Regions from separate parts of the Mus musculus genome. Here region 1 is linked to region 2. The links are chromatin contacts, called in public HiChIP or PLAC-seq maps. All regions are on one chromosome and are shown on one strand. Each heading gives the region's core, a stretch centred on a gene start, on an enhancer-like site or on the middle of the called end of the contact. The rest is flanking DNA. Distances are from core to core; before and after follow the strand shown. Region 1 overlaps Ssh1 (slingshot protein phosphatase 1). Region 2 holds the start of Aym1 (activator of yeast meiotic promoters 1).

Region 1 (5,830 bases), core at 1,741-4,240, 580 kb before region 2:
GCATCTGCCTCTGTCTCTCAAGGGTTTGGTTTGGGTATTTTGGTTTTTGAAGTAGACTCTCACCCTGTAGTTCAAGCTGGCTTCAAACTCACAGCAGTCCTCCTGCCTCAGCCTTCCAAATGCTGAGATTACAGGTATAATCCCATCATGCCTCAGACTTGGTTGTTTACATTTTGAAGGGTAAATGGCGCAGGCTTGTGATCTACACTCAGGAGGGTGAGGCAGGTCCACCATGAGTTAAAGGCCAGTCTGGGCCACAAAGTGAGATTCTACCTCAGAAGTAGTAACCTTGCCAGAGATGGTGTTACCTGCTTCAGATGTCTGCTGCGAGCCCTCTCAGAAAGCTTGCTGATGCCCCAAGGCTGCTTGTAACACTGCAGGAAGACGGGGTTTCTATTTGAAGGCTGCCTTTGCTCCTTGGATATCACAGACCAACTCCTTCCCTCCCACACTCCAAACTTGCCAGCCTACCCCTTTACCTCTTGAGCAGATGGAGTCCTTGTGGAGATGACCACAGCTCCTTCCTGCAGTTGGCTGGCTCAGCCAGACAGCTCAGTGAGACCACAAAGTCTTCAAGGATATGTTCCGGAAGTATGCGTATGGGGGTCCTCCCACACTGGTTAGAACCAACGGAGTCCGGATGGTTTGGAGGTTGCAGCCAGGTCCCTTGGCACAGCCTGGGATTCGGGCAAGAAGGAAGAAGAGAGACCGCCATCCTGGTGAACGCTCTGGGTGTCTCCAGGATCTGGGCCAGTTCTCTCTTCATTCGTCTGGGGTCTTTGTGACCTCTGTCTCAGAACATTTCTCCCTGGCATGATTTTTTTTTTTTAAATACATGTATGTTATTTTATAGGGATTTATTTTCCCACTACTGTCAATACCAGTCACCTTAAAAAGCGATCATCCACTTATTCCTGAAACCCTGTGGGTTTCTTCCACTCTTCCCTCAGCCAACAAAAGCAAAAAAAAAAAAAAAAAAAAAAAAAAAAGGCCAAGTTTAATGACATCGCCAAGTTCAATTTCACATGGTGGGTCAATTTCTGTGTCAAAATAATTCCTTAGATTTGGTAATGATAGGCTTCCACTGTGTTTCTTAATCCCATCTGCAAGAGCGATAGGATTTTTGAAAACTTTCATTTTGAAAGAGTCAGGACAGGAGGATGAACTCAGGCAGGCCTCTCGCTCCCAGCAGACTACCTTACACCTGTTTGAGAAGCACTGGCCAATCAGCCAACGGTGCGAACAGCAGGGGGGCGGATCCCCATCTTCAGACCGGAATCCCTGGCGGGATCCTGTTCATTCCTTGGCTCTCTCTGTAAACACAGTGAATTGGCATTTAATGGAAAGGCTACTTTGGAACTCTCCCTGCTAAGCTAAGACGGTGGCAACTCCCATATTGTCTCAGGAAAAGTTTTGTTCCAGCTAGGCTTGGTGGCACACTCTCGTGATGCCACGCAGTGGATCACTGAGTCCAGAGCTTTGTAGACGCTGACCACCACCCCTCCCCCGCCCCGCCAAAAATAAAAAAGTTAGCTTTGGGAGCTGCTCCACACCTGGCTATTTTAGCTTTGTGTGTAATCATAGCAAGCAGAGGTAGAGGGATTTATGCAGCGTTGATGACTGCCATTTTCACTGAATGCCCTTGTTGAACTAAGAGCTTTCTGCTCAGCTGGATGGCCCGGGAACTTTACATAGCCCCCCCCCCCCCCAAAGTCTGAACCATGTGGGGGCCTTGCTCTACACCAACACAGAAGGCTTCCTGAAGTGTAAGGGAGAAGATACTGGGCAGAGGTGGGAGCCTGATCGAATGAACAAAGAGCCAGGTGTCTTTCTCAGATCCTCACCCCCATGTTTTCAGTGCAGAAGCCCTACCAACCACACACAGCTCATCCATGCGGCTCAGCCATGCTGGTCTCTCCGAGGTACCCAGATAGCTGCACCCCTCTGCTCCCCTTGCTCAGCAGCTTGCTCTAGCTGAAGATCAGGCCCAGCATCCTCTGCCCTTGAAGAGCCCAGAGGGTTCTACAGGATGGAATTAAGTTCTGAAAGATTAGGTGTTGACAGCCAGCCTGTATTTTTGTGCACCCATCTCAGGGACCACCCCGGAAAGCTTGTGAATCTCCCACTCTTCAGGAGCCATTTCTCCTTAGCAAGAACAAGATCACAAGAGACATCACACATCACCCCTTTAGGGAGTTACTTTCTACCTGCTGGCAAGGTTGGTATGAGAGTTGATTTCTAACCCCAATGGGCTGGCTGATACTTAGCAGGGCTCTTGAGGCACGTTCAACCCCTTCAGGGTAACCAGAGTACCTAGGACCACTTGCCTGACCCTAGCTGTGCAGTCCAGAAGAGCCAGGGAGGCTCCCAGTCCTCCCCGTGTTGGCTGCAATGTCACTGCTGGTGAGGGAGACTCTTGGTCCCACCTTCCCATCCTAACGGCTGGGTTCCTGCTGATCATAAGACCAGATGAAGGTCATTGGTGTTCCCCTATCCAAAGCCCTTTGTTTTTCTTACTGTGGAGGTGTGAGAGTCCAGTGTGTATGGAGATATATGTACATAAGTGTATGAACATAGACCTTGTGTGTGCATTATAGATCTATATACATGTAAGTGTATCCTACTCCATCAGACCTGGTGTGTGCTGTTCCTTAGCACACACTGTGGTCTCCAGCTTTGCAAGGAAATCACCCTGGACCCATCTGCAGGAGCCACCAGGGGCCATCTGGAGAAGGGCGATCCTTTGGCAGTAGACACCACAGCTCCTCTTTCAGTCCCTATCTTAGACACAGCCTCTGTTGCCCTGGCCGTTGGCCTTGCTGCATGAGAAGACAGCTGCTTCCTCCTCTACCCTGTAATTATTCTTTTTACAATTGAGTGCCTTAATAATGGTTTACAAATACTGTGTATTTATGCGCAACCGTTCAGCTCTCGTCTTTCGAGGCTGGGTACTTTTGTCTGGTCCTGGTGGTTAAGATTAGCACGTGAGTTCCTCCCTACCCCCATCCACTTGTGTTAATCTGCTCTGCAGTTGACACTGTGGGTCCTGACTACTCCACAGAGCCTGCTAGAAACTCGGCTGCTTGGTCCCCGCAGGCCATGCCTGCATGCATCAGCACACACCGCAGCCCGAGGTAGCCGGTGAGGGACATGATTTGGTTTGCCAGGTAGCACAGGGGTGGTGCAGGACCAGTACTCCCTGAACCACAGTCCAAGACCTCCCCTTAGCCCCTCAAGGTCACCCTCTAGTTTATAGAGGCTTGCCACCCCCTAACACCCTTCACACTCCCTCCTCCTCTTCTGCCTGTGTCCTGAGCTCCTTGCTGCAAATCATGGGGTACAGCTCACCCCAGAGGAGCCTCACCAGACTGCATCCTTCACCTTTCAAAGGCCACTGGCACCGGGTTCCCTCGTTGAGTCACAACTTTGATTTTTTTTTAATTGTTTTTCTCCTTGTTTTCTTTTTTAATATATATATATTATATATTTAAAAGGCAGTATCTTTTTGTACTGTGAATTTTCAGTAGAAGAGGCATAGTGCACTTTTTTTTTTACTTCTGTTGGTGTGTACTGTATATATATATAGTCTGCGCGCTTCTCGTGATGAGAATAAACACTTCGTTTATAAATGTCCTGTGTATGCTATGCTTTGCCTGTGGCACTTGCCAAGATGTCCATGTGTTCTTCTCCTGTCATTGCCGTGGGTGCCTTTATTCTTTAGATTTGTTGAACCTACTGTGTTCAAGACTCTTCACAACAAGTTGCAGGAGCTAGACCCAGAGGAGCAGCGCGGGCATCACCCCAGAGCTCTCCTTCCCAGTGCTGGGATTGGATAGGTAGAAAACACCCTGGGCCTGGTGGTGCCCGCCTTTAATCCTAGCACTTCAGAGGCAGGGGCAGGGGGCTGGAGAGATGACTCAGCAGTTAAGAGCACTGACTGTTTTTCTGACGGTCCTGAGTTCAAATCCCAGCAACCACATGGTGGCTCACAACCATCTGTAACAAGATCTGACGCCCTCTTCTGGAGTGTCTGAAGACAGCTACAGTGTACTTACATATAATAAATAAATAAATCTTAAAAAAAAAGATTTGTTTGTTTATTTATTGTGAGCCACCATGTGGTTGCTGGGATTTGAACTTCAGACCTTCGGAAGAGCAGTCAGGTGCTCTTACCCACTGAGCCATCTCACCAGCCCCAAACAAATCTTTAAAAAAGAAAAAGAAGAGAGAGAGAGGGGGGGGCAGGGGCAGACAGATATCTCAGCCCAAGGCCAGCCTGGTTCTACACAGTGACTTCCAGACCAGCCAAAGCTACAGAGTGACATCCTGTATCAAAAAAAAAAAAAAAAAAAAAAAAAAAAAAAAAAAAACCCTTCCCCCCACACTCCCCAAAAATCCCTAAAATAATGAGCTAAGTACCCAAGATGGTTTATACTTTTAGTATAAGTGCAGAGGTTTCTGCACTGGGCTATGTGCGTGGCAAGGCAATCTGTTGCAGAGGAAAACCACTGGAAATGGGGGGAGCTGCTGGGAGGAACCAGAGTGGTCCCCAGTATCCACCCAAAGGAAACAACCCCCGTGATCCTGCGCTTGCTAGACCTCACCTCAGTTAACATCAGCTGTGACACTCCTCACCGAGTGGTCTTTGAGTCACCATTTAGGATCCCAGACGCAACACCTGGTCACGGAGAGACTCAGGCTGTCACGGTGTAAAATTGTTGCCTGGCCCTAACTGTGCAGTCCAGAAGAGCCAGGGAGACTCCCACTCTTCCCCATGTTGGCTGCAATGCATCACTGCTGGTGAAGGAGGCCTCGGTCCCAACCTCCCAACCCAAAGGCTAGGTATGCCAGACACTCTGGACTTCCTGTGTGCATCAGGAGGACTCAAAGTCCGGTACCCACAGTTGCTAAAATCTTCATCAGGTCCCCTCAATTTGTCACTCAACTGGACTCACAAGAGACCGATCAGTATAAATGCATTACCTCACCACAGTGAAGCTGCCCCGTGAGCAGCCCTGATCAACTTGCCTGTAAGCCAAAACTAACCGGGAATAATTTAATGTGAAATCTTAAGCAAAAGGTTAACCTGGCGCAGTGATGCTTGCCCACTACCCCGGGACCAGGAGTTGGTCGCTATCCTTGGCTCCTTAGCAAGTTTGAAGCCAGCCTAGGATACACTGAGTCCTTGTTTCAAAAAGAAAAACTTGGCTGAAGCCAGAGCTGGGCATGGGGGCTCACATTTGCAACGCCAGCACTTGGGAGGCTGAGGCAGGAGGAATGTCTTGAGACTCAGGCCAGCCTAGGTGTCTTAGGGTTTGTACTCCTGCACCAAACATCATGACCAAGAAAGCAAGTTGGGGAGGAAAGGGTTTATCCGGCTTACACTTCCACATTGCTGTTCATCACCAAAGGAAGTCAGGACAGGAACTCACACAGGGCAGGAACCTGGAGGCTGGAGCTGATGCAGAGGCCATGGAGGGGTGCTGCTTACTGGCTTGCTTCCCTTGGCTTGCTCAGCCTGCTTTCTTATAGAACCCAGGACCACCAGCCCAGGGATGGCCCCGCCCACAATGGGCTGGGCCGTCCCCCTCTTATCACTAATTGAGAAAACACCTTACAGCTGGGTCTCATAGAGGCATTTCCTCAAGGGAGGCTCCTTTCTCCATGATAACTCCAGCCTGTGTCAATTTGACACACAAAACCAGCCAGTACAGGAGGTTACAAAGTGAGATTTGAGTTATGGCCAGGCATAGAACCTGGTGGGCAATGTACTCATTCAGCATGCGCAAGGCCCTTAAACCCACCCCAGACAGAGAAAGAAGGAACATGG
Region 2 (5,727 bases), core at 691-3,190:
TTCTTACCTCTAGAGTCTGGGAAAGTCTGAGATCAAGGGATGAGGGCAACCGTTCTGGCCGGTATTGTCATCCCAGGGCGCCTCCAGGCAAGAGAGAGCAGGCTCAGTCTGCCTTCACGTCAGCCCACCTCTCCAGGGAGGAAGCCACACCCTCAACATCCATTCACAACAGCTACACGGTCAGAGAGAACTGACCCGAACGTGACCCCCCATGGCTCAGCCTCACTGCAATTTCCCGTTCCAACCCAGGCTCCTTGAGGAACACCACTCAGCCCACAGCTGTCGCCAAGGTGCAGCCAGCCCTGCAAGGGGGCTCCAGGGAGCCTCCCTGTGCGACAGCTCCAGTTTCAGACCAGCGTGAGGAGTCAGCAGGTAAGTCTTACACCCCTTCCCAGAGTTCCCAAACAGGGTCCCCATCCACGTCCTGCAGTAACTCAAGAGACGCCCGTGAGATGCTACCCACAACTAAGGGCAGCACGAGTGTGTGCCATGCGAGGCTCTCTACAGAGTACAACTCATGTTTATTAGTTGAAAAATTATACAGTAAATTCTGATCGTGGTTTCTGCTCCAGGCATCTCCTCCCAGATCCTCCCGCCTCTTCCAACACCAGACTTCCTTTCTCTTTCTTTTCATAAAACAATGCGGCAAATTTAAAAAAGAAAAAAAAAATTCAAATGAAAAGGAAAAAAAATTAAGACAAAATCAGAAAACATAATATACAAACAAGACTAGTAACACACCGAGGGACACAGGGGAGGAAGGCAAAGGGGAAAAAGAGAGGGGGTGTGGGGAGGGAGGGGGAGAGAGAGCACAAAACACAAATCTCAAACAAAAATATGAGACCAAAAAAACCCTGCCAAGGATGCCATCGAGTTCTTTTCCTGGTGGCCACATGCTGCTGGACACTGGACCTACCCTTAAATGTAGTTTATATACCCAGTGAGACGAAACTGGAGAAACTCCTTTCAGGCCCTTAAAAGACTGGAAGGGTATTTTTTGTTTGTTTGTTTGTTTTTTGGTTAGGAATTGGGGGAGTTCAGTTCCCCCAGTAGATGCTATGAACATATCTGCTTTGACCCTGTGCAGGCCCTGTGCACCAGTTGTTATTTCTGAGCGTGGAAGGTGGCATTTGGGTATCGGCCTCCGCATCATCCTGTTCTTGAAGCAGAGTTCACAGAACCATGGCAGCACACACACAGAGTCTAACTCTTAAACCTGAGAGGCCAGAGAGACCCCAGGCCCGGGGGCTGATTGCAGGATTCTCTTGTCTGGAAATGGAAACTTGAAGTACAAGTAAGAGGATTTACTGGAAATGACATTTAGGCATTTAGTGGCACAAGCAGGGCAGGGCACAGCCAATACACAGATGAGTCTCATTGGCTGTGTGCCAACCTTTTTTTTTTTTTTTTTTAGTTCCCTGACAGCTACAGGCTGGGGGGAGAGCAGGGATTGGGAGGGGGCATGTTTTAGGATGATGTGTGCTCCATTAACTCTTCGTGCTCCAGGAGGATGTGAAGTGGAAATTTGAAGCCCACTTCTTTCCCACCAGGGGCATCGGCTGAGAGCAGAGAGCAGCATTTACTTATTCCCTGAACTACCTGAGCACAGCAACAAGCTCAGTGGAGAATGACCCCGTGCAGTGCGCGTGCTCCTCTCTCTAAGAGATAATGGAACTAGAGCATCCTCAGAAAGTTCTGTGAGAGCACGGGGCTTCATTGCTAGACAGGGAGGGGTGTGTAGACTCACAAGGTTAGCATTTCCTTCTCAGCCCACCCTGGTCCACAGTTCAGTTGCCCTGGCATTTCTGAGTGGTGTCCTCTGTCTTGGTCTCAGTGCTCTGCCCCCCACCCCTGCAGTGGCTTCTCCGGGTGAGGGCAGGAGGACACCCAGGCACTGTTCCCAAAGCTTCTGCAGGACGCAGGAGCTGCTCAGCCAGCAGCTGCCCCTCTGCCGGGCACACAGCTCCGGGGGGGGGGGGGTTGCAGGGGGAGGGGGCGGTGCTGGCAGCTCTGGAGCTGGAGCAGGGAAGAGGGGACCAGTCCTGCTCTAGCTCAGAGCCCTTAGGGAGATTCCCTCCCATCCCACCCCCCACCCCAAGGCCCAGAGGGAAGATCTGCAGCCTTTGAGCACTCCAGTCCCTTATCCCACCCCTACCCTCTTCAGCCTCTCACTCCAGCAACCTGTGTGTGTGAGCTCACATGTGTTTCCTCCGGCATCTGTTACATGGGCCTGGGCAGCATTTTCTGAGCCCACTTCCAGCTTCTTTACTCACAGATTCCAAATATTTGTGCCAACCGTGGGCCACGCATGGCCAAGCCCAATGGCACGCAGGTGAAAGAGAAGGTAGAAGTTGCTTCTAAATTTACACCAAACTTCCAAACTACCTGCTTGTGTCCCGGGCACCCTTTGTCCTTATGGCCTGCCCAGGCTCTAGGGTATAAAAGACCTGTAAAAAGCGATAGCTGCCCCCAGCATCCTTACAGACCCCGCCCCCTGGCTTCCCTTAGCCGGCTGCAATCCCAGAGCTGCCCCTGCTCCAGCTTGCAGGACATCTCAAGGACCCAGTGACATTGCATGGGTGGTTGGTTAGTGTGTTTTCTAGATACCATTCCACGACCCAGCACCCTGGGTTCCTCTCTGCATCCCTGCTGAATTCTGCAGGCCTCCCCACTGGTGAGCCCGCCTCACAGCCCAGTTTGCTGTTTACTGACCTTATTATCTCTGGTAGAGGTGAGAGAGTTTGTAGGCTTGCGCCGCACACACCCGGACGTGTCCAAGACCCTTGCATAAAAAAGACTGCATTCAGAGCCCTGGGAGAATTCAGAAGGGTCCAGAGGGATGGCTGAGCATGCAGACACCGCTGCTAATGGAGAAGGAGCAGGAGTTCCAGTTCAACAGGGACACGGGACACGACTCGGCAGTCATGTGCTCACATCTATCACGTCTGCTAATGAGCTTTCCTGCCCAGGGCTGGGGCTCCATAATAGAGCTCTGAAGACAGCTCCAACCAGAGTTCCAGACCTCGGCTGTGAGCCCTGGCCCCCACTGTACCACCATCCAGAGTAAAAAACTCGACCCAAGGTTTCCCGCCACATCAGAGAAGGGAGGTGCCTCGACTCTCTTCCCCAGTGCCCTTTAGGAAGAGAGGCAGGACACCCTGTTGTTGGTTTCTCTGGTGTCGGACACCAGCAGACACCGTCGTATGCATCACACATGGGGGAAAAGTCTGGGGAGGAGAATGGGAGATTCCTATGCGCACACATGGATGAAGAGATTCTGTCCCACTGTACCTCCTGAGACTGGGTCTGAGAGTCACCACCCTAGACCCAGACATGCCAGGACCCACTGCCCCATGCTCTCCCCTCTCCCTGCCCAGGCTCTTGGGCTCCCTCTCCAATGCCATCATAAGCATAGCAGAGGAGCTTGGAGGGAGAGGGACGCCCCATTCTGGGGCCTTGTAAAGCTGCTGCATCCCATGTCTGGAAGCAAGCATGGCTGCCCTGCCCTCTCGTTCCCCCACACCCCCTTCCAGCCCATCTGCATACTCATGCTCCCACCCTAACTCTCTCAGCTCAAACTGCACCTAGTAAGGCCTGCATCATAGGACCCACACCAGCCTCACCTCCCTAGTGCGAGCGGTTCCTCCCCCCTCGAGTAAAAGAACTCGCCTCTCTCTGCTGGGAAAGACAAAGACACTTGGCATCTCAGGGGACCTCAGCCACAGTGCTTGTCCCAGTCTCCCTCCCATGTGGCAGTGGCACCTGACCCCCTTCTGTGGACTGCATCCCCCCCCCCCCCCCCCGCCCAGAGTTCTCAAACTTACACCATAGTGAGTTGCCACACCCTGCTGCCATCCCTGCCCTCAGGCGCAGGCTCACACCACAAAACAATACAATAAAACTCACAAAACAACACAAAAGTGGTACCAGTCACATGTGCAGCCCTTTTCCTTCATGTAACATAGAAGCTTAGACGGTCCCCACGGCCCTTCCGGGTTCTTAGAGCCTGTGGCTCACTCAGCAGTAAGGGTTCGTCAGAGCCTTCAAAGCTCAGTTTAAAAGTCAGCTCCTCCAAGGGGTCCCTGTGAGTCTTTCTGTCATTCTGAGCCTGTCCTGCTTTTCTAAACAGTGTGCTCGTGCACAGTTTGTCCTGACATATTGTGTCTCCCCCTACCATTTTAAAAATCTCTCTAAATGGGAGTGACCTAAACGTACTACTAGTCAGAGGTCAGAGACTAGCACCATGGATTAAACAGCAGTGAGACCTAACCACATGTTGTGTACAAAAAGGCAGACTTTCAATACTGAAACACAAGCTAAAGGTAAAGTGGTGGAGAAAGGCGCCGGTTTTGCTCACACAAATCAAAAAGTAAGCCAAGCAGCTGCAGATCCATCAAGCAAAGCAGCCATCACGGTGAGGAAAAGGATTTGTGGACAAACAGGTTCCACCTTTGGCTCGGTGGGCCAGTCCTCAAAGCCATAGCGTCCCCGGCATCCACGCAGCTGGGCTCCCTGACGAGAGGGTCTCATATCGGAGGAGGCGAAACCAGGTAGATTTGCAGAAGCGGGCAAATTCTCTACTGCAGTTGGAGACTCAGCCCTCCCTTCTTACTGATAAATGCAGAAGACAGAAAGGCAGGAGAACCTCAGAGACAGGCAGAGCCTCCCCAGTCGCCACCCGCCAGCGTCAGCATCCCACACAGCCCTGCAGTGAGCAACAGGAGAATCTACATCAAGAGCATATGAAACATTACCGGGAAAAGGCACCGCGCATGCGCGCAGCTGGAAAGGCGCGACTCAAATCACCAGGGTCAGCCTCTGCCACGGGAAATGAGTTCAAGAGACGGATTGGGAAGCTGCTGTGCCTTCCTGACTCGGCCTTGACAGTCCCACTGCCCCCTTGGTCACATTCTATTGACCTCTCGGGCAGCCAGGATTCCTGGAGGAAGATGGCAGCTGGGTGGGGGCTATTTGGAGGTGAGAGCACCTGGAAATTCCTCGGGAATCATCATCTTCCGTTTCTCTGGACAGTGGCTGAGCGCCAGGCCCTATGCTGGCGTTGGCTCTAGCCACCGACAAGCTCACTGAGTCACTGGAGCCGGTCCCCACTGGCTTCCCTCTTTCTCTCCAAAATGTTTCCCACCCAAGCCTTGAGTTCTCTCTCTAGCACAGTGCGCCTGCGACCCTTTCTGTGCTGGGGCCAGTGTCCCCTGTGTGTGCTATCCTCTAGACACACGTGTGGCTAAGGTCACTTGAAATGAGGCTCAGGTGCCTAAGGAACTGTAGTTTATGTAAAGTTTGGACGCACGGGTCTGGAGGGACATGCTGACCCCGCCCCGTGGAGTTTCGAACCCCGCCCCCACGCTCCAGGGCCCCCATGCTCAACTCCCCGGTTTCCTGATAATGACCTACAACACTCATCATGGCAGGCCCCCTTCCATCACCTGTCCTGGCCACTGTCAGTCACACTGGTTTGCGGAAACAGGCACTAGCTCCCCCCTCCACCCAGAACATTCTTCCTACATACACACAACCCCGGTCTTTTTTTCTCTCTCTTTTTTTCCTTCCCCCCCCCCCTCTTTTTTTTTAAATCTCACTATTTGATTCCCAAGCCAGGTTTCACTTCTGGGCTTCTGTAAGGGGATCTTCAGACTTGGACATCACTGAGCAGCAGGAGGGCAGAGGCACTAGTCTGGCCCGAGGGGATGCAGGGACAAATTCCCCCGC

Evidence for each region. HiChIP or PLAC-seq counts read pairs in DNA pulled down with a chosen protein or histone mark.
Region 1: an H3K4me3 HiChIP or PLAC-seq map of embryonic basal ganglia shows a contact between it and region 2, with 4 times the contacts expected there. The contact joins the enhancer-like site here to the promoter of Aym1 in region 2. A contact is called at or near these places in 5 of 39 promoter capture datasets (cranial neural crest, hippocampal neurons, liver and 2 more), 1 of 15 datasets of contacts at CTCF or cohesin (large pre-B cells), 16 of 484 Hi-C or Micro-C datasets (B cells, the N1E-115 cell line, adipose-derived mesenchymal stem cells and 6 more), 4 of 115 datasets of contacts at active chromatin or transcription factors (differentiating embryonic stem cells, embryonic basal ganglia and embryonic stem cells) and 1 of 9 other capture datasets (embryonic stem cells).

What each region holds. Positions count from the first base shown.
Region 1 is chr5:113,934,896-113,940,725 of GRCm38.p6, reverse strand. It overlaps Ssh1 (slingshot protein phosphatase 1), which reads left to right. Exons shown (of 15, transcript NM_198109.5): 15 at 1-3,632. Among named protein-coding and RNA genes, the nearest start is that of Coro1c, 29 kb to the right of the region's middle. Within about 2 kb of position 2,990, at least 22 of the 459 cell types and tissues checked have an H3K27ac peak or open chromatin away from gene starts, as enhancers often do. A contact at or near this core is called in cerebellum, cortical neurons and embryonic basal ganglia, where this site is marked.
Region 2 is chr5:113,353,507-113,359,233 of GRCm38.p6, reverse strand. Aym1 (activator of yeast meiotic promoters 1) reads right to left here and starts at 1,940. Exons shown (of 1, transcript NM_001012726.2): 1 at 1,413-1,940. The coding sequence starts at 1,717. The coding sequence ends at 1,580. It also overlaps 1700016C19Rik.